Regions from separate parts of the Mus musculus genome. Here all the other regions are linked to region 1. The links are chromatin contacts, called in public Hi-C, HiCAR-type and promoter capture Hi-C maps. All regions are on one chromosome and are shown on one strand. The core of a region is the stretch at or near the end of the contact, and the rest is flanking DNA. Distances in the headings are between cores, read along the strand shown. Region 1 holds the start of Igfbp3 (insulin-like growth factor binding protein 3). Region 2 has its middle 310 kb from the start of Gm27393. Region 3 has its middle 180 kb from the start of Gm27393. Region 4 has its middle 90 kb from the start of Gm27393. Region 5 has its middle 64 kb from the start of Gm27393. Region 6 has its middle 35 kb from the start of n-TDgtc10. Region 7 has its middle 75 kb from the start of n-TDgtc10.

Region 1 (2,787 bases), core at 94-2,593:
TTTTTAAAGGGGATATAAATTTGTAGAGAGAGCCACAGATACAGGGAGATGTAAAGACACACGGGTGGATGAATGTCCACTTCACCAGATAAGATATACATGATAGACGGAGGGATATGTGGGGGAAGTCGTCTTAATTTGCTTCCTGCATAAAATTGCACAGATCTCCCCAAAGACAATCTCCCCAGCCTATGGTAAACAACTCAAGAGTATCCAGGAAAGTCTCCTTCCAAGTCGGTCTCTCAAGTTCCCACCACTCATCCACGAATTGTTTTAAATAAATAAATAAACCGCGAAGTCTGTCGATTCAATTCTGGACCACCAGCGTCCTCTGTTGGTCACCTATAGGAGGAGCGTGCAGACTTTGGAGAGACTCGTACAAAAGAACTCAATAGCTGCGCTATTGCGCCTGGATTTCAAGTCAGAATGAACGGATTAGCAAGAACTCCAGTCTGCACTGGAGCACATCAGAAGTTGGTATAGGGGTCCAACGATGACTAAAACTCGTTGTGAACAGTATTCATTTTAAGGGCTGCTTGGCTACTAATCATGCATGCTTCAGTGTCTCAGTAGTTATTTTAACGCAGATGCGTCCGCTAAAAAGATTCTCCCAAACAAGAACTAGAGGAACTTCTCATCTTTAAAAAGAAAAAAACTGTCCTCACTCCTATCTGGGAAAGTGCAACGACGTATTTGAGTATTTTGAGTCCCTACCTCCTTGAAAAGCAAATCCTTTGCGCCCATAGCTGTCAGCGTGAGGTTGTGCGGTGCTGAGACTCTGGGAGCTAAAGTGGCCCGTGGTGCAGATTTAAACCTCGAGCTCTAAGGTTCTCCAGACCTCAAAGTGATCTGCGCGTTCTCGCTGGGAAATGCCTAATACAGCATACCCTACACGAGGAATTCCATTGCGGGAACTTTACAAAGTACACAGGCGCTGAATGGGTCCGGGCCAGCTTCCCAAACATAAACCATCCCTGGAAAGGCCAGCTTAGCCAGCCATCCAGGGGGAGGGGCTATAGGGTCCGGGACGCCAAATTGGCTGGGAGTCATTGAAGGAAGAGAAGACCAGAGTCCCTGGAGTGGCTGGGACTCTAGAGACGCAAGGTGGCCTGGAGCGCCTGTGGTTACCCGTGAAGAGGTGGCCCTGATACAGGGCGTGCGCACAGAGAGCAGGTGCCCGGTGAAGACGCGCGCAGCGCGCCCCCGTCCTCGTTCCCGCTTCGTCGGGAGGCGCGGGCCCCGGAGCGGAGCCTGCGCCGGCCCACCCCCCACCCTCGCCGTTCCGGGGCGTGTCCTCCGCCACCCCGGCTTCTATATATCGGCCTGCGCGCCCGGGCTGCCCAGATGCGAGCTTAGAGCGGCGACTGGGCGCTGAGGACCTGCTTGCTCGCTGCTCCCATCCCGCCGCCTCATCCCGCCGCCTCATCCCGCGTGCTCCACTCCGCTCCCCTCCACCGAGCCGTCCACCCGGCGCCATGCATCCCGCGCGCCCCGCGCTCTGGGCGGCTGCGCTCACTGCCCTCACTCTGCTCCGCGGACCGCCGGTGGCGCGAGCTGGCGCGGGCGCGGTGGGCGCGGGCCCCGTGGTGCGCTGCGAACCGTGCGACGCGCGTGCGCTGTCCCAGTGCGCGCCTCCGCCCACCGCGCCCGCGTGCACGGAGCTGGTGCGAGAGCCCGGCTGCGGCTGCTGCCTGACTTGCGCGCTGCGCGAAGGCGACGCGTGCGGCGTCTACACGGAGCGCTGTGGCACCGGCCTCCGCTGCCAGCCGCGGCCCGCGGAGCAGTACCCGCTGAGGGCGCTGCTGAATGGCCGCGGGTTCTGCGCCAACGCCAGCGCTGCAGGCAGCCTAAGCACCTACCTCCCCTCCCAACCTGCTCCAGGTAAGCTGTCCCTGCCACGTGCGCCACGCGCAACTCCCTGGGACCCGACGAGGGTGGCAGGGAGTGTATCTTCAGATGTTTGTCTTGGCTCATATTGAAGGTTGGAAAATGGACCCTGGGAGGCGGAGTGAGGCACTGAACCCATTTTTCCTCTTGCTTGGTTCTCAAAGTACAGCTTTTCTTATAAGTTGCAAAATGCGCTCTGTGAAAATAGGTAGAATTCAGTGCCAGGACGAGCGGGTAGCAAGGGAGACTGCCAGTGGACAGATCCCAGTCACTGGAGAGTCTCCTCGCTGAGCGGGGATACCCAGGTTTAGGTCTGTGTAACCCAGCTGTTGACCTGGGTTTTCATTCCTCATAAATTGGGAAGGAGCGCGTCTATCCCAGGGAAGCTTGAGTGTAGGAATCCCGGGTTGGATCCGGACCATGAAGGTATTTGCAGGCAGCCACGCTGTTGGAAACAGTACCTGTCTTGAAACATCCTATCATTTGCACGGGCTAATTGGCAACGCAGGATTGTGTCCCAATTTATCCAAAAACTAACGAGATGAAATTAAGAGCACTGGTGTCTTTGAAACTGTGAAACCTAAAGTTCAAAACTGCTCAGTGTCACCAGGAGCTGCAAAAAGGTTTGAGCCCGGTTCGGGCCCCATAGGCGCCATCCTATGCTCTGCAGCAGCGCCTTCCAGATTCAGAGACTGCATTTGGTGCAGAGGATGCAGACTCAGGCCGGTTCCCTGCCAAAGCAGAGACTAGAAATGCGAAGTACGACCCAGGAATGTTACTCTTTCTAATTCGACCTAGGTGCAGCAGCAGCAGCAGTGGGGACAGCGACAGCGCCAATGAGAAAAATGCAAACGTTTAACAGTTACCTCTCCTGCTGCAAGCCCTACCAAGCAGGCAGTC
Region 2 (2,787 bases), core at 125-2,624, 990 kb before region 1:
TTGTTTGTTTGAACTTACTGATGTCTGTAACTTCAGGAGGGAAGGACCAAGGCTCTGGGTTTCATTTGGCACTCTTTGTAAGGTGCTATCCTACTTTTATATAGCCTTTTCGCATTACAAAAATTTTATCAATACATATTTTTGTCCATTTTTATATATGTGGGATCCACATTGTGTAGTATAACATCCCAAAGTCAAAAATCCCTAGAAGCAGATTTTAAGAAGCCATTTCTACTTAAAACATCACTTTCATAGTCCTCATAAGCATCTGGTATGCACTACAACAACAGCAGCAGTCAAATGGGTGAGAAAATATAGACTACTTTGAAACATTTATTTCCAAGTCAAGGAGATTACAGCATGGGTGAAAGGAAGTGTCAATCAAAAGAAAAATGGATACATTATAAGGGAAATTTATGTTGTATTTAATGTAAATCTATTCACCCTTCTCTTCTGGGTGACAAAATAGAGCATGCTTGATATCGGATGACAGGACACAGGGGTGCTAACATTACACACTACAATGAAGAAGCTTGTGACCAGGCTCTAAAATACAGATCGAAAGAGAAGCCCAAACCTCAGGAGCAATGGCCACCACAGCAGCTGGGCAAAGAGTTCAAAGTTGCTAAGCACTGATTGTCTCTTTTATAGCATCCATCTTCAGAGGTGAAGTAAGAAACCGAGTCCTCTGTTGCCAGAGAAACAGAGGCTCTTGAACATTAAGGAGAAATGATAGCATGTCCCTCTTTTGTCTGTGTTTACAAACATGTTACAGAGTGAAATAATTTTTTTTCATGTTCTAAAACCAGGGTTTCGGCTAAGCTGCCTGAAACCCATCGTGGTGATGCTGAAGACTATATGCTCCTCCCTGTGCAGCACAGTCTTGCCTCTGGTCATCGTGGCTGAGAGCCCATGGAGGCTGGTCTGGCTTTGACCACACAAACTTGTTATGGATGTGGTGTTCTCATGGCACTGAGAGAACTGCACGGATCAGTCCAGCCTGGACCAGTGAGGAGAGATCAAGGAAGGGGCCATTGATCCCTGCTCTAATTGAAGTAATTTCACTTTCCACTTAAGCTACCCTTAAAGGTAAAATGATCCAAATTATCTTCTTTAGCTGCATCATGAGCAAACCATGCCTCCCCAGGGAGCTCCCCACCCTTTCAGATGATGCCCTGAGGGTTGACCCCCACTCTGTCATCCCTGTTTCTTCAGATTTCGTTTCTGTCCTCAAAACTGGGACATGATTTGTCATGTAGCTGTAACTATTAATAAAGTTTCAGGCTGGAGACAGTTTTCCTCCGTTTTAAAGAATAAAACAAAAGGGAAAGAAGCAAGCCGAAGAGGCCACACCCCGGCCTCTGCGCAGACTCGGTGTGCTCTGGTTCTTTGATTTGCTGTCAGACTTCCTGTCATTGTTACTTAGAAAGTCCCGGTGAAATGGACAGTAAAGCGTTTTAGTGCTGAATGTGGTGAGTTGCTCTCACTGGAAAGTGAATATTCTTTCCATTCTGTACTTGGTTGTCCTTCACCCCAGCCTTGGAGGGGCTCTACTCTATGAGGGACTGACACCCATTAGTATTGTCTCAATTCTGAGTCAATAGAGCACCATGTGTCATCCATTTCTATGTTTGAAGTGCTTCGTAATGAGATACAGCCTTGGCTGGGAAAACTGGTGCAGGTTCCTCATTTGCACGAGTTATTTAGTCAAACACTAAGGGATGAAATTGGAAAGAGCACTCCCCAGGGTAATCAACAGGTTTTTTATTTATCCTGGAGGCCACTAGGCAACAAAGACCAACTAGATCTGAGCTGTTTCTAAATAGGAAAGACAGTTCATGACTCTCTGCACGGAGATGTTATGGGCAAACCCTGGAGATTGCTGGTCAGCTGAATCAGATCTTCTCCCTCCATAAATAGAGCATAAATAGTCTTCCTTCACAGAAGCAGACTAAAATTGTAAATGGAACCAGTATATAGACTCGTAGGAACATAGTTAAAAAGTAAGGGTGTCTAACGACCTCTTCCCCAGCACTTACAAGAGCTTCTTTTGGGACTTTTCTGTAGCCTTCCATTTATGTGTCTGAGTGTTTTGCCTGCATTCATATATGTGCACCACATACATATTTGGCATTTGCAGAGATAAAAAGGAGGTATCAGAGTCCCTGGAACTAAAACTGTAGGGTGGTTGTGAGCCATCATGTTGGGGCGGGAATTAAATCCAGACTTCCTGCCAGGTGGCAAGGCTCTTAACAGCTAAGTCCTTTCTCCAGTTGCCATTCTTCCTTATCTTTCATTGAATAAATAAATCTGAATACACTAATCTACAATGTAGTATGTAGAGAAGACTGGGCTTGGGCTCATGTTCCAGTTCAAGAAAGAACATGTAATAAGAACGAATATATACATTGGGATCAGAACAGATATATACATTGGGATCAGTGTTTATGGTACAGATGTGCTGCATAAGGTGAGGGGATCATCCATAGGCCACCCACTGCTGGATAGAGCATCAGCAAAGAGCAAAGAGGAGGACCGAACCTCTCAGGGTTAGAGGGCTTTCATGGCAAAAAGTTTTGGAGAAAGTTCCCAACCATGAAGATGAGACAACTGAGGATCAACAGTTTCTTCTCAGTATGTGTGGCTCTCTGGGGGTGCGAGCATCTGCATCGAGGTCCTGCTGATGCCAGCTGAGTGTTAACTCACTGTGCGAAGACACCCTGGGCAGGAGTTTCTGCGCCTTTGGAGGCAGTGGTGGGGGTGTGTGGGGGGTGGGGCGGGGCAGGG
Region 3 (2,787 bases), core at 206-2,705, 860 kb before region 1:
GACAGACACTTGGTCCAGGAGACAGCATGATCATGGACAGGAAGGATCCTGGAGACAAAGGTTAGAGGGTGCAAGCTTTATGCTACAAAGGCTTACGACCCGGAGTTCTCATTTGAAGCTAGGGAGGGCTATAGAAGGCTCAGAGGCCTGGGCACAGCTAGCAGCCTAAAGACAAGACAATGTCTTGGGGTTCATACTGGTTTGAGATGGAGAGCCTGAGCAATGGTCCAGAAGAGGCAAACCCTGAGGAAATCAGCTGAAGTTATCATGTTTGCATGCTACATTTATATAGCCATTTCTATAAAGACCTGGTGGAATAGCCAGGCCCTATTCTCTGTACTTGGACCTGGGCAGAGTAATAAATCTCAGTTCTCCAATCTTCAGCTGATACTATCTTATAGAGAGATAGGCAGGAACGCCGAATGTCATTTTCCTGGTAGGGAAAATACAGCTAACTTCAGGATCAGCCAGACCTTAATGGCTCCCAGGTAGTGCTTTTGACCTTTCTTTTAACTTCTAATTCCTGTAGATTGGGAGCAACACAGAAAGATCAGTGCTTGATGTTTTGTCACATGTACAAGGCTCCATCTTTACTGGAGAACTGGTCTTCTGTGTTCCATCCCTTGTGTAATGAAATCACCCTCCTTCTGCATGGCCTTCCTGCAGACTCTAGTGATCAGTACCCCTTTCCTTGGTCTCCACTCCTTGCCAGACTCTAGCCCCCACTCACCTGTCTTCTGTAGACACATGTGGCACCTCCTTACTCTCCATCCCCCTATCTGAGCTGTGTACATTTAGTTGACAGGGGCTGCCTGGGGTTCAGGAAGTAAGGTCTTACCTTGAGCCAACACTTCAGGAGTGAATCTTCTCTACAGCCCTGGGCTTTCATGGCTAATGGCTCACATCTCTTTCAAGGTAAACTGAATGAACTACAATTTCTGTTACTCATGCCAGGTTAGCCATAAAACACAGTGATGAGACATTGCTAACTTTCTCCTGCTTTAGTGTGGGTCAGCTAAATATCAGGGAATTAAAACTCATTCCAGAGGAGTTTTGCCCTTTCCTGGGAGGAAGAAATGCTACGAGTGAGAGGAGCAAAGGGACTAGGTAATCCTTGCTGATTCTCCATACTCTGCTACTAACAGCTCAGACCCTTGCTGTCTGTTCTTTCTACCTGGCTGCTCAAGCCCATTGACCCAAAGGGTGGAAGAAGAAGGTCCACTTATGAAGACTGCTGTGCCATTTAGCTGCGATTTAACGGAATTTGCAATCCTTTATTGTTGACTTTGTTCCAGGGAGTTGAGCATGACCCTGTGCGAATTGTGTGAAGGATCACCCCCCAGTTTCTGTTCCAATGGCTCACTCTGTGGGAAGGCAGTGCAGACACATAGTAATTATTGGAAACTGATGACTGAACGGCTGATGACACAGGATCCTAGCATCCTGTCTTCCTTTGGGTGTCAGGCTGAGGGGGCGGCTGCTTCCTGTACTTGGGGTTTCTGCAATGCCTCAGGGCTTCCCTGTCTACTCATTCAGCTTCCAACATCTGTGTAACCAATTTCCTTTGTTAAATCCCCTTTGCTTAATTGCCTGCCTGGTGTGCTTTTAGATGTGTCAGCAAGTAAGGAAGTCAGAGAGAGGGAGGAAAGGGGCAGAGTGGCTTAACTGGTCACGTTCACTCCAGGACTTTAAGTTTGTTGAAACAATGAGCTCAGAAGCCCCCAAATGATCATTTTTAATGCTGTCTGGAACACCTGGAACAAAGAACATATGGATTTTTTCCTGTTCATAGATCACTCGCTTGTAATACTAGAATTTCTACCAAGCAAAGCTGCATCCGATTCTCTGTGGAACACTGGTCAGTACACTGTAAATGTTCCACTCTGGCATATTTTGTCTAAAGGTCTCAGTCCTATTAGACTGCCCTTATTCAGATTCCAGTCATGTCTGGCATGCAGAGCTTATGAAGATGAACTAGTTACAGATGGAGAGTCCTTTGACCTCCAACCCAACCTTGATTAATTGGCAACATAATTTTTATAGACGTTCTTTTACTTTGGGTTTACTGGTTTATCTTAAAGGCTATCACTGCTAAAGATACAATTGATGGATAACATATATAAATACTCAGCAAGGAGAACAGAGGTTCCATGCACACCCTCTGGGCCTGCTCCCCTCAATGTGTGGACTAGCTAAAGTGAAAGGTTTCCGAAGCTCATGGGAACCCTGTCTTATTGGATGTCATTGATGTCTTGTTGGATTAAAAATCTCACTTCTCCAATCAAGTCTTTGTGCTTATGGTAAGCCACTAATCAGAAATCTAGCTCAATTTATTTAGGACAAAATATCTTGTTCTTCCACCCCCACTCTGCAAATTTTATATGACCTCAAACATATAAGCAGATAAAATAGGCATGTAGACCCAATGTGTTTACTGATTAAAAGCCCTAAATGTATTTATGATGAAAGCAAATTTGCATAGAAAATGAAACAGATATATTTGTTTTCAGAGAAATAATTAAATTCCATTGGGTATTTAATATTGTAGGACAGATAGCATCTTCAGTATATTTCCAAGGCTGATCAATATTTTGATTTACAATGATTAGAGTGGAGGCTGCCACCTATCATAACTATGCAAATTGGCAGAAGTCTAATGAGGGTTGTTTCAGATAATATTCAGAATTTGGTCCTACTCTCAATCTAAAATGCATTCAGCAATTTTTTAAAAATTGAAATTCAAGCCAGCAAGTGAAGCAATTTGTAGCATCAAATGTTCTAGTATAA
Region 4 (2,787 bases), core at 128-2,627, 760 kb before region 1:
AAATGCCCCAGCTACTCCCACCCTGCCTCTGAATACATCTGTGATACTCTATGTACCTAAATGTGTGATTGAAAACAGGAGCAAAGAGGAGGACTGTGTAAGCAGGAGCCTGTGCCTGCCAGTGTTCATACTGGTTTACGATTACTACACACAGTGAAGTGTTGTGGCATTCTTGGTTTTAGAAAATGTCTCTGCTTCATTTGTGGCTTCAGCAGGCCATCACTGCCCCGGTGCATGCTGAAAGCTACACTCTACTTTTTTAAAACATGATCTGAGTAAGTTTTGATTCTTCCTGTCTTTGTAGTCATTATTTGGAGAGACTTCATCATTTGTCCTTAATCTCACATAATTTAAATGTTAACGGACAAGTGACCATGTTGTGTCTGTGAGGAACCTGAATACCTTTTTGGCTGAGCCAGGTGAGACACAGCACCTCACACAGTGAGTGTGGAGCAGGGTTCCTGCTGACAGACAGGCAGTAGGAACTATGGAAGCCTGGGCTGGAAAGGCTCAGAAAGCTGTAGGCACAGAGGGACTGTGACAGGGTTAGAGGTGGCTTTCTCTGTGTAGTGCTCCTACAGAGCTGGCTGTGGAACCCTATGAGGCAGGGCCCCTTGGATTTTAACCCAGAATACTGTGGGTCTTTTAGCTAGTTTTAATGGGAGGCTTGCTTCTGGGGAGAGATAACTGAGCCCACTGTTGTGATTGGCTTCCCATCACGGGGTGCTGTTCTAGTTCCATCCTTTAGGGTGTTCAAAGCCCCCAGGGGCCTGTTTTAGCAGCCCCATAATACTGTGTCACAACTGTTATCATCTGTCTTGTATTTTTCTCATAAAGTTTATAACTAGCCCATCCATGAGTGTAGCATGTGTAGCCCTGTCATTCATGTGCCCACTCCCAATTCTGTACCTGACATCTTTAATTTTGTGTCTCAGAAGCACCACCTTCCCCTATTTACTCTAGTTCTCATAAAAGGAGCCACAAAACAGTCAAAAGCCTTTTGTTATTGTAAAGTGAAGACAGAGAAAATGAAAAGTAAAACAAACTCCCAAACTAACCCTGAGTGTGGAGATCAATAACATCATACAAAAATCACCCCTGATTTGCTGGCATCAGTCATTCTTCTGGAGCCTCAGCAGTCCTTCCCCTACGTGGATTCTGCCCCAGAAGCTCAGTTGTGCTTGTACATGGCTCTCCTTTACTTGAATAACAAAGGATGTGTTATTCTGTGTGTGCAATCTTTTATTTACTATTATACCGACGAGGCCTGTCTAAATTATTCCACATCCGAACAGCTTGTTCCCTCGCTCAGTGCTGGGGACTCTCCCTTTGTCTGAGTATACCACAATGCATTCCCTCCCTCTATAAATGTCTGTAGGCATCTGGGTTGTTTCTGAAGTCGGGCTCTTACAAATAGCGCTTTAATTAGCATTCATTTATGTGTCTCTTGATGCAGATGCGATGTGTTTTTCTTGGGCACGTGCCTACCGGAAGTGGAGTTTCTGGGTCTTAGGAAAGGTTTACTTCTAAATTTAGTAGTGATTGCCAAACTCCTTTCTAAAGACACTGTGCTAATTCTCATCCCCCTCAAAGTTTATCACCCTCTTAAAAACCAGTTTTTCTCTATTTGATGTTCTTTCACTGCCTATAATTTATAATGTGGAAATTTTCAATTGTAGGCTCACATTTTAAGAGTTGCAAAGAAATTCCCAAGGTAGTTGTAGATTTTTTTTTTATTAAATTAACTTTAGAAGTTTAACATGTGCAATATATTTACATATCCTCTCTCAAATTCATGAATCTTCTTTTTTCTCTAGCACACACACATACGTGTGTGTACATATATCTTTTAGTTCTGTGTTGTTGAGATTCCCATGGGTGCAGCCTCCCCCTCATCCTTTTCTTCTGTCTGTAGGGAGCTTAAATTCAAGGCGATAATTTTCTAGGCGATAACTATGTCTTTGTGCTTAAGCTGCTTTGATTTTCTGAGCTGGAATTTATTACTGTTGTTTTCCATATAACTGAGAGTACCCGTGAGAAATAATTTTAAGGATATTCTGTGTATTTAATAATGAGGCATTTTTCTTTGTGAGACTTTGCTCATTTTGTTTGGACAAAGTTCTTATGGTCTCAGATGATGCCATTCTCTGCTCTTCTACTTTCATTCATACAATACTAATTAAACATGTGGTTTTGTTTGACTTTTATTTGCATACTTTTTCTCACCTGCCTACTCTTTCTTCTACAAGAGAAACTCAAACTGTGGGGAAAACAACTATAAGGTTTTCTTTTTCAGATTTGTTCTCCCTTGTTTGGTTGGTTTTTTTTTTTTTTTTTTTGTTTTTTGTTTTTTGTTTTTTCTTATACAGTTATGTCTGCTATGGAAAATTAATAAAATCTTGAAGAAAGTTGATCTTAAAACCTGTGGTGGTTTGAAAATGCTTGGCCCATAGAGAAAGAAATTAGAGAAACAACACACTTTACAATGGCCATAAAGAATATAAAATATCTTGGTGTAACTCTAACCAAGCAAGTGAAAGATCTGTATGACAAGAACTTCAAGTCTCTGAAGAAAGAAATTGAGGAAGATATCATAAGATAGAAAGATCTTTCATACTCATGGATTGCTAGGATTAGCATAGTGAAAATGGCCATCTTACTAAAAGCAATTTACAGATTCAGTGCAATCCCCATCAAAATTCCTTAGACCTTGAAAGAGCAATTCTAAGCTTCATTTGGAAAAACAAAAAGCATAGTATAGCCAAAATATTTTTAAACAATAAAAGA
Region 5 (2,787 bases), core at 198-2,697, 740 kb before region 1:
TCATCTTGGGGAGAACGTTGAGGATTGACTCAGCCCCATGTTACAGGAAGTATTCCACCCTGCCTGCACTTATTTCTAGTTAGCCCCACCCCGTTAGCCTAATGTATGACTGTCCCCCTTCCCTGACTAGAACCCCAGCACCCATCTTTTAATTAGTAGGTGTCATCCCAAATGCTTTGCCAGAATCACACCATTACCTGCTTGCCTGGAGGGATAGACTTCACGCTTTAAATTCTTGCCTCTGAATTCTGTAGTACAATGGTGATGTCTAGCCCATGACTTGGGGCTTTAATATTTTAATTTCTCGCCTCAAACTGTGGGACCCTCCCTGGTCTCCTAGTGCTCCCTCTGTTTTAGTTAGCTTGACATTTAGAATCTGTTATGTCAGAATTTCAAGCTGTCCACTGATATTAAAGTCCACTGTAGCGCATTCAGTTGATCACGAGGTTTTGAGACTCAGCTGTTAGAAACCAATAAACAAATGAGCATAAACGGTCACAGATACGTTTGAGACACCAATTAGGATATGAGGTGGACAATCTCAGGTTCCCCCAGTCAGGGAGCCCATTCAGACTCTCTAGGATCCCCTCTAATGCCCAGATTACAGATGCCATTTGTTTTGTCTAGTGGGAGTTAATGAAGACTCGGGCTCTGATCAAGCAAAACATTTTCCTCCATATGCTTCCTTGCCAGAAAGGGGCATGGCATCCCTTTAGGATGAACCTAAGCTTCCCAGGAGAATCCCCTGCATGGGCTCCCTTTAACGGAGGCCAGAGCAGAGGCTCACACATTTGGGAAATGTACTACTTCCAGAGCCTATCTGGATTTTGTTTTCTGGTTCTAATTAAAGATTGGGGAAAATTAGAAAGAGAGATTTTGGTTATTAAAGAAGACCTGGTTATTTGGGGCCATATTCATAAGGCATACTGTCCTGGATGTCACTCTATAGACCATGGTGGCCTCAAATTCACAAAGATCACCCTGCTTCTCCTGAGTGTTGAAATTCAAAGTGTGCACCACAAAGCCTGGCTTTTAAAAAATATTTATTTTTATTTTATGTGCCTTGATGTTTGACTTGAACATTTGTCTGTGTAAGGGTATTAGGTTATGTGGAACTGAAGTCACAGGCAGTGGTGAGCTTTCATGTGGGTGCTGAGAACTGAATGGGGCTCCTTTGGAAGAACATCCAATGTTCTTAATCACTGAGCCACCTCTCAAGTCCATGGAGGACTTGTCTTTTAGCACAGGTTGTTGGAAACAATGTTCTCATTTCCTGCAGGAATGACAGGCATTCTAAACAGGTTACTGTAGAGAATGGGCTGGCTTCCAGGGCTGGCTGTCAAGACTATAGGTCAGGATTCTATTTTTATATACTTCTAGACATTTTCCATAATCCTATTCAGTCCCTCATGTTTGTGTAACAGAGAGAGAGAGGGAGACACAGAGAGACACAGAGGGACACAGAGAGACACAGAGAGATACACAGAGAGCTTATGTGCTTATACACATAAACAAGGAAGGGATACACGGAAAGGGAGAGAATGATTGGGATGGAAAAAGAGAAGGGTAGGAGAGAAAAGGGAGGAACAGGAAGAAGAAAGCGGGGGAGAAGAGGAGGAGTAAAGGAAGAGGGGAAAGAGGAGTGAAGGAAGGGAACAGGGCTAAGGAAATAGAAAAGAAAGTCAGGTTTTTCTGGAGGCCTTTACAGGGGAAACACCTCCATGCATTTATTTGGCTTGTGTTGCTTTTGCCAACCCATTGCCAATCTGTTGCCAGCCCGCTGCCAGTCCAGTGTCAATTAAGGGTAGGGCCTGAAACCTAGAGAAGGCTAACTGAAGAAGGAAGAGAAGCCGTCTTAACATTTTGTCTTTCTCAACAAGTTTTTTTTTTCCTTGCACATGTTCAGTGATTTAAACTTTAAAAATCTGTCCCAAGCACCTGGAACAGTTTTGGGTAGGAAAAGACGCCATGGCCAGTGTTCCATTTTCAGAGGAAGCCCCCCAGCACTGTCACACATGGAAGCATTTCAATGTCTAAACATAGCTGCATGTTATTATTTACACATGGTGTGGCCCAGGGGGACGCTGTGCACACAGATTTTCTTGTGAAACAATCGATGTTGCTTCAGGCTTCTGAAGTTCATCCACATTGACTTTGCTGCCACAAAGTTAGCAGAGGGGAATAAACACTGTAAATAATCAAAGCCTTTGCAAAATGCTCTGGTACATTGAAGACCCATTGTTAAGTGTTTCTCTCTCTTTTTTTTTTTTCCACACTAATTATAAGGACTACAGGTGAGCTTCAGTGGTATATGTTTAGGTGTTTTCTTTAAAAAGTAATAAACATACTAAGAAATGAGAATTTTGTATTCATTAAAAAATAAACAGCTATTGAGCAATGCAGTGACTAAAACATATTGTTAATATCCAAACTTCAACACTATTTCTTCTGCTTTTAACTCACAAAAACACAAATTATCATTGAGAAAGGCCAGAAAAAATCATTTTAAATCTGCATATAAATTTACAATTTAAAGATAAATAAAAGTGGGTCTTATTTGAAGGGGGTTAATCTCCACTGTGAACAATAAAGTGCATACATCATGATATTAAGGTGTTTAAGCTGTATACACCCACCAAAATTACTTCCAAGCCAACCGTAATTTGAAGGGCCAAATATTTGTCTTTTCTTCCCTCCTCACGGATGTGTACATTCATGATATACATAAAACAGATGGAAATGGAAAAATCAATGCTGAGTTCTCAGCAATGTCTCATCTCCAAAAGT
Region 6 (2,787 bases), core at 99-2,598, 620 kb before region 1:
ATTGAATAGAAATGTCTGGAATTCACTTACTTTGTTTATGTCATAGTGTGTCTGTTTCATGTAATCATTAGTGCAACGCTTTAGTGTTTTAAGATGAATAAAATTCACAAATAGCTTAAAGTAGGCAAGCAGTACACACAGGCAAAAAACCCTCTAAACACATTAAAACACCAGATTTAGCAATGGATCAAAAAAGTAACATGTCTTGAGCAAGCTGGGTTTATCGCAAAGTAGTTTCCTGTTAGGAAAAAAAAACATTTTTCAAAAAAAGTATTGAGTAAATTTAAAATATAACTATAAAATTTATTTTAGTCTTACTTAAAATTACAATAAAATTCTAGAATCCATAAAAGGATAGCCAATAAACACTGGTCTAAAGTATATGAATAAAATTATACATTTTTGGAAGAAAGTAAACTTAATAAAAGTTAAGGGATGCACAGTCTTATGAAAATTTAACGATGAGAAAAAGGGGAAATTCATGAATTCACTGTTATTCCCCTCAAAACCCAGAAAGGTGTTAGGTGTAACTAGATTCCAGTGTTTTATGGATTTCTAAGTAACAGCAAGAGGTAGAGAGTTATGTCCTATAATATAATGGCAAATATTAAAAGAGAGCCACCCAGAACAAAATACAGAGCCCCAAATCATGCATAGGAGTTTATAATCAACAAGGAGCAGATGTTGCCAGAGAGATGGGGGCTTGGTGTGAATTGATTTGAAAAAGGAACAGCATCTCTAGAATGTGCTCTACTGACTCAAAAACAAAAACGCATCTCCTTTTTTTGTTGTTTTGTTTTTTTGAGACAGGGTTTCTCTGTGTAGCCCTGGCTATCCAGAACTCACTCTGTAGACCAGGCTGGCCTTGAACTCAGAAATCTGCCTGCCTCTGCCTCCCAAGTGCTGGGATTAAAGGCAAGAGCCACCACCGCCCGGCAGAAAACACATCTCCTAAATATTTTAAAGTATTTTCTTCCACATTTAAAGATTTAATCTATGAATAATATGTAGGGAACTTTCTTCATGACTTCAAAGAAAAATTTCATCCACAAGATATAAATATCATACTGAAAAATACTGACTTAATTATATCAAATTGAAAACCAAATACATCAAATGATACCACAAAAGAAAATTAAGCATCAGACCACACATGGTGGGAGGATATTTTCATAGAGATTAGTATGCAAAGTGCATAAATAATTGTCAAAAATCTGCATTGAAAGTGATAAGCTCTTGTGGTCAGAAGTGAAGCTATGAAAGAGTAACAGAAAGTACAAGGCACTCAGCCACAGTCATCAAGGGAGCAGCACGGCACACTGGGAGGCTTGAGCGTTAACTATCACATCCTGTGGGACTCAGACCACTGTGCAGCCTATTCCAGGGACAGCAATATCATATTACTTAGTAGATGTGAGAACACATGGAGAGGGGGATGGGGAGGGGAGAGGGAAGGGAAGGGGAGGGGTGAGGGGAGGGGTGAGGGTAAGGGAGAGGGGTGAGGGGAGAGGGGAGAGGGGAGAGGGGAGAGGGGAGAGGGGAGAGGGGAGAGGGGAGAGGGGAGAGGGGAGAGGGGAGAGAATACTCCACCCTACAGAGAAACTGCTTAACAACTCACGGTCTCCTTTTCCCAGGAAATAAGCTCACAACCATTGATACCATGAAAACAGTGGAAACAACAGGCATATCCATAGTTGGTCAACTGGAGAAATCAAGCATGATTTTCTTTATGATCAAATACTCTATCTCAATGAAAATGAGCGAAATTTAGGTATATACATAAAATGAAAACAAAATATTCTGTAAAAAAAATAACATTTCAGAAAAGTAGTATAGAGAATAGTAAAATTTATGAAAAAGCCCTTCTCCAACAAATTCTAAATTAAAACATAATTATTTAAAAACAGATTTTAAAATCTAAAGTAAAAGTAATATTCAGTAACAGCTGTTTCTTGGTAAAAGAACAAATATATTCAATAGATTATGGGTCCATGGTGCATAGAGGGCAACCAAGTCTAATAGTATCATTCAGGTCAGTAGTACATTGGGAACTCTTTTTTTTTAACCTGGGATATGCAGTTTATGGCATATATGTACTTATACCCTTGTATGTATACTGATATGTATATTATTTACATGAACTCTCTGGTATATTGCTATAGTTTAAACCTATCTCAAAATTCCGACACTGCTAATATAATCATATTAAGATATGGGGCCTTTAGGGGCTATTAGGTCATGGGAGTCCTTTAGGAAAGAAGTAGCTTCCCTTTCTTAAAGGACTCAGCAGAGGGACTTTATCCTTTTTGCCTTGTGCCCTATGAGGACTCAGCTTTCTTCCCTGCAGAGCGTGTGGCATCAGATGCCGTCTCAAAAGCAACGCAGACTTCACTGTACGATGGAACTAACTGGCACCTTGACTATTGATTTCAGGCTTCAGAACTATGGCAAGTATGTTTCAGTCCTATATAGATGCCTAATCTGTGCTTTGTATTAGAGAAATATGGAATGGAGTAAGATGTAGATATTGTATATGTTTCCCTGTGTGTATGTTTCATAATGAAATAGAATAAAATAAAACCAACTGTGATTGTGAAGCAAATAGGAGGACAAATAAATAGGAGAAAACGAGGCTTAAATGCACAGTGCTGTTCCAGTCTAACATGGAAGCTGCTTCACAAAGACGTAGTGATCCAGATGAGCCTGCTTTCCTCACCTGGTACATGCAAGGCTGGGAGAGACTTCACACCTTGGGAAAAACTGGATTATCTCACCAAGTAAATTTAA
Region 7 (2,787 bases), core at 162-2,661, 580 kb before region 1:
CAAGACCAGTCATCACTAAAAAGGACAAGAGTTATCGGACAGCATTTGAGGCCTGCAGCTGACACCTCTGCTTTGCTGTAACCAAGTACTTTATGTTTCAGTCAATATATCTGAAATAGGCCTTGATTTATGATCTTTTTTGTTCTGTTACTGTAAACAATTCATGGAGTAGTTGGAAGAGGAATTTGAGGAGACTTAAATTTGTTTTCCCAGGCCATAGTCACTTGCATTTGTCTCTAGAATAAGCTACTTCTGGTTCCTTTGGGGGTTAGAGCTGTGTTTTATGATGATGTTAATCCCAAAGATGGGAGGAGAAGTACCATAGACCCAAATCATCATGGCCAAATTAATTAAAGGAAGCAAATAATTACAGCAAGCTTTTTTATTCCTGTGTACTTGTGCTGCCTCCCCCGAAGGTAGGGTTTAAGAGGTGGATATTGGACATAGGTGAGATAAGGGATAGGGAATTTCCAAATGGTGCTTCGGGAAATATGCATGGTTTCAGGAACATCATGGCAAGGTGGTCATAGTGAGAGAGTCATAACAAGGCAGTCATAACAACTTATGAAAGAAAGTTAGAGTTGCAAGAAACAAAGCCCAAATTGCTGTACAGAATCATTCATTTATAATTAAGGTTGCAGGTAGGGCCTAGCCCAATCCATGAGAAACAGAGATTCAGTCATAAACAAGAATGAATCTATTTTGTCTTTTCTATACGGTGGTTTTCTAGCCTAAGATGGTTGCTGGCTGATTCATCATTACAAACATTCTGTCTCATTACTGAATCTCTGCAATTCCATTAAAGAATATCTTACATATTTAGGTTTTATATACTGCAGATTTTTCTTCAGATGTGGAAGAGTTTGCTTACATATGTATTTGCCTGTATACACTTACCTATGTATGTTTGTATTATACTACCACTTCCTCTCATGTCTCCTCTCTACACATACAGCTGATTTTAGCTGCTTTATGTAGGCGACTTTCCTTACAAACCACAAATAGAGACTTATCTAAGGACACTCTTTTTTTCTCTGTTGCACAATACCAATAGGTATTACTTATATTAACATAAGAGATTAAGATATTTCTAAAGATACTATAGAAAGCACAGCTACATTTGACAATATGATGTACAGTCTGTGATCTCATAATTCATTCAGAGGGAAAAATAAACACAAGACAAGAAAAGGAAAGCAATTCACAAAGTGAGCAGTTTAGAAGCCAGTTCTAACCACCTTTGTCCTTCCCCTAGATGTATGATGTGATGGATGTGCCAGTCTTTACTTAACAAAAGAAGGCTCTGACAAATGATTAATCACTGATAAGGAAATCATTTGGAAGTGAGACCTGAGATTGCCCCACGATGTTGTTCTACATTCTTGTCTCATTAGACAACCAAGGACAACAGGGCTTGGCTGACAAGTACATCACCTCCTTCCACCCAGAAAACCATAGTCAGATTCTGAACCTCATGTTGCCACACCCTCTGCAAAGGCCTTAAAGGTTTCCTTGCATGTTTTCTTCTCCTCCATTATCAAAATATCTGCTCTTTCCTCATGAGTCATTTTACATTGAAAGTATAATGTAAAAACAAAATTCTAGGCCTTTAGGCCCAGGCTTGGGAATGTGACCTCTATGACTTAATGCTCCAAGGTATGCTAATCATAAAACAGATAGCGACATTCCTCCACCCACCTGTTTCCTGGGTTCAAAGAGTGTTCATTCAAAGAAAGTCACCCTGACCATTGCCAGAACCTGCTATGCTAATGTGCTATTGTTAGGGGCTCTTAGAAACTCTCTTGAGAGATAACCTGCACAATTACCAGGTATTCCTTATGACTCTTGTGACTTTGCACTTCCTTGGGACTCTTAACTGGTATCTTTGGTATTTTCCAACAACGCCCTCCCCACTTCCTTGAGTTGTGGTTTCTTCCTTTAAATACTCCTTTACCCAGCTACTCAGGGCACCATGGTCCTCTACCCCTGCATGGTGTATGACCGTGGGCCTGAGAGCGCTCTTGAATAAAAAGAAAATCCTCTTGCAGTTTGCAGCAAGACTGTTGCTTGTGAGTGATTTGGGGTGTCACCTCTCCTGAGTCAGAACGTGGGGGAGTCCTCACGTTGTGGGTCTTTCAACATCTAATCCATTATGATAGAAGATGTTGGATATGAAGAAAAAGCATTTGAAATTCTTATTGCTCTTCTCAAGTTGTTTTCAACAGAAATATCTATATACTATTATCGTTTATCTGTGGTAGATAAAACAATGGGAGGAATCAGCTTGAGAAAACACATAAGACAAGGCAAGAGTAGAAGGTGAAGGACTGTGTTTAGGTGAGGGACTCTTGAAACACATAAAAACATTACTGTTTTATAAAGGTAAGCTGGTTATAAAGAGGAAAGGAATAAAAGGTTACAGGTAAAAGAAGACTTAAGTAAATATGTGATTCTTACATAGGAAAGGGGGTTTGGTGATGATCTAGGCAAGCAAACGTGCTGGGATAACTTGGGACCCAGGTTCAGAAGCAGTGAGGCAACTCTACCTCTCATGATGTCCACAGAGACTTTGAGATGTCTATTGCTCTCATTTAGTTTTTGTTTTTAAACATAGTCATCCCTAGTGAGATCCACAAAACAATGCTTATAATTTATTTGAGCTGAGCAGTTCACTGACTCTGATTCTCTATGCATTAATCAGTTATGGGTCTCTGTATTCTCACCCTCTACTGTAAAAAGAACCTTCTCCAATGAAGGCAAAAAATACACTAACTGTGAGGAGCGGGT

What was found. Promoter capture Hi-C pulls out the DNA fragments that hold promoters and counts their contacts. Hi-C and Micro-C count contacts between places; a contact is called where the count stands out from the background. HiCAR-type assays count read pairs that join an accessible place to other places.
Region 2: a HiCAR-type map of fibro-adipogenic progenitors shows a contact between it and region 1, with 18 times the contacts expected there. The contact joins the enhancer-like site here to the promoter of Igfbp3 in region 1. A contact is called at or near these places in 9 of 39 promoter capture datasets (cranial neural crest, embryonic stem cells, epiblast stem cells and 4 more), 5 of 115 datasets of contacts at active chromatin or transcription factors (embryonic forebrain, embryonic stem cells, fibro-adipogenic progenitors and 2 more) and 1 of 9 other capture datasets (liver).
Region 3: a promoter capture Hi-C map of embryonic stem cells shows a contact between it and region 1, with 10 times the contacts expected there. The contact joins the enhancer-like site here to the promoter of Igfbp3 in region 1. A contact is called at or near these places in 8 of 39 promoter capture datasets (the C10 cell line, cranial neural crest, embryonic stem cells and 3 more), 3 of 484 Hi-C or Micro-C datasets (embryonic fibroblasts and uterus) and 3 of 115 datasets of contacts at active chromatin or transcription factors (embryonic forebrain, embryonic stem cells and forebrain).
Region 4: a contact with region 1 is called in a Hi-C map of uterus, with 6 times the contacts expected there. The contact joins the enhancer-like site here to the promoter of Igfbp3 in region 1. A contact is called at or near these places in 11 of 39 promoter capture datasets (3T3-L1-derived adipocytes, embryonic stem cells, hippocampal neurons and 4 more), 2 of 15 datasets of contacts at CTCF or cohesin (the NIH/3T3 cell line and stem cell-derived epiblast-like cells), 4 of 484 Hi-C or Micro-C datasets (embryonic stem cells and uterus) and 4 of 115 datasets of contacts at active chromatin or transcription factors (embryonic stem cells and stem cell-derived neural progenitor cells).
Region 5: a promoter capture Hi-C map of second pharyngeal arch cranial neural crest shows a contact between it and region 1, with 9 times the contacts expected there. The contact joins the enhancer-like site here to the promoter of Igfbp3 in region 1. A contact is called at or near these places in 13 of 39 promoter capture datasets (the HPC-7 cell line, cranial neural crest, embryonic stem cells and 6 more), 1 of 15 datasets of contacts at CTCF or cohesin (embryonic stem cells), 1 of 484 Hi-C or Micro-C datasets (3T3-L1-derived adipocytes) and 5 of 115 datasets of contacts at active chromatin or transcription factors (embryonic forebrain, embryonic stem cells, forebrain and 1 more).
Region 6: a promoter capture Hi-C map of second pharyngeal arch cranial neural crest shows a contact between it and region 1, with 11 times the contacts expected there. The contact joins the enhancer-like site here to the promoter of Igfbp3 in region 1. A contact is called at or near these places in 14 of 39 promoter capture datasets (the 3T3-L1 cell line, 3T3-L1-derived adipocytes, the HPC-7 cell line and 8 more), 1 of 484 Hi-C or Micro-C datasets (the 3T3-L1 cell line) and 3 of 115 datasets of contacts at active chromatin or transcription factors (cardiomyocytes, fibro-adipogenic progenitors and kidney).
Region 7: a promoter capture Hi-C map of the 3T3-L1 cell line shows a contact between it and region 1, with 19 times the contacts expected there. The contact joins the enhancer-like site here to the promoter of Igfbp3 in region 1. A contact is called at or near these places in 15 of 39 promoter capture datasets (the 3T3-L1 cell line, 3T3-L1-derived adipocytes, the HPC-7 cell line and 7 more), 1 of 15 datasets of contacts at CTCF or cohesin (stem cell-derived epiblast-like cells), 3 of 484 Hi-C or Micro-C datasets (3T3-L1-derived adipocytes, epidermal suprabasal cells and urothelial organoids), 3 of 115 datasets of contacts at active chromatin or transcription factors (embryonic forebrain, kidney and pancreatic cancer cells) and 1 of 9 other capture datasets (adipose tissue).

Annotation. Positions count from the first base shown.
Region 1 is chr11:7,212,479-7,215,265 of GRCm38.p6, reverse strand. Igfbp3 (insulin-like growth factor binding protein 3) reads left to right here and starts at 1,343. Exons shown (of 5, transcript NM_008343.2): 1 at 1,343-1,881. The coding sequence starts at 1,476.
Region 2 is chr11:8,198,073-8,200,859 of GRCm38.p6, reverse strand. No RefSeq gene overlaps it. Among named protein-coding and RNA genes, the nearest start is that of Gm27393, 310 kb to the right of the region's middle. Within about 2 kb of position 1,374, at least 8 of the 459 cell types and tissues checked have an H3K27ac peak or open chromatin away from gene starts, as enhancers often do. A contact at or near this core is called in fibro-adipogenic progenitors, where this site is marked.
Region 3 is chr11:8,067,804-8,070,590 of GRCm38.p6, reverse strand. No RefSeq gene overlaps it. Among named protein-coding and RNA genes, the nearest start is that of Gm27393, 180 kb to the right of the region's middle. Within about 2 kb of position 1,455, at least 27 of the 459 cell types and tissues checked have an H3K27ac peak or open chromatin away from gene starts, as enhancers often do.
Region 4 is chr11:7,974,696-7,977,482 of GRCm38.p6, reverse strand. No RefSeq gene overlaps it. Among named protein-coding and RNA genes, the nearest start is that of Gm27393, 90 kb to the right of the region's middle. Within about 2 kb of position 1,377, at least 8 of the 459 cell types and tissues checked have an H3K27ac peak or open chromatin away from gene starts, as enhancers often do. A contact at or near this core is called in second pharyngeal arch cranial neural crest and uterus, where this site is marked.
Region 5 is chr11:7,948,656-7,951,442 of GRCm38.p6, reverse strand. No RefSeq gene overlaps it. Among named protein-coding and RNA genes, the nearest start is that of Gm27393, 64 kb to the right of the region's middle. Within about 2 kb of position 1,447, at least 9 of the 459 cell types and tissues checked have an H3K27ac peak or open chromatin away from gene starts, as enhancers often do. A contact at or near this core is called in second pharyngeal arch cranial neural crest, where this site is marked.
Region 6 is chr11:7,832,927-7,835,713 of GRCm38.p6, reverse strand. No RefSeq gene overlaps it. Among named protein-coding and RNA genes, the nearest start is that of n-TDgtc10, 35 kb to the left of the region's middle. Within about 2 kb of position 1,348, at least 3 of the 459 cell types and tissues checked have an H3K27ac peak or open chromatin away from gene starts, as enhancers often do. A contact at or near this core is called in second pharyngeal arch cranial neural crest, where this site is marked.
Region 7 is chr11:7,793,050-7,795,836 of GRCm38.p6, reverse strand. No RefSeq gene overlaps it. Among named protein-coding and RNA genes, the nearest start is that of n-TDgtc10, 75 kb to the left of the region's middle. Within about 2 kb of position 1,411, at least 13 of the 459 cell types and tissues checked have an H3K27ac peak or open chromatin away from gene starts, as enhancers often do. A contact at or near this core is called in pancreatic cancer cells, where this site is marked.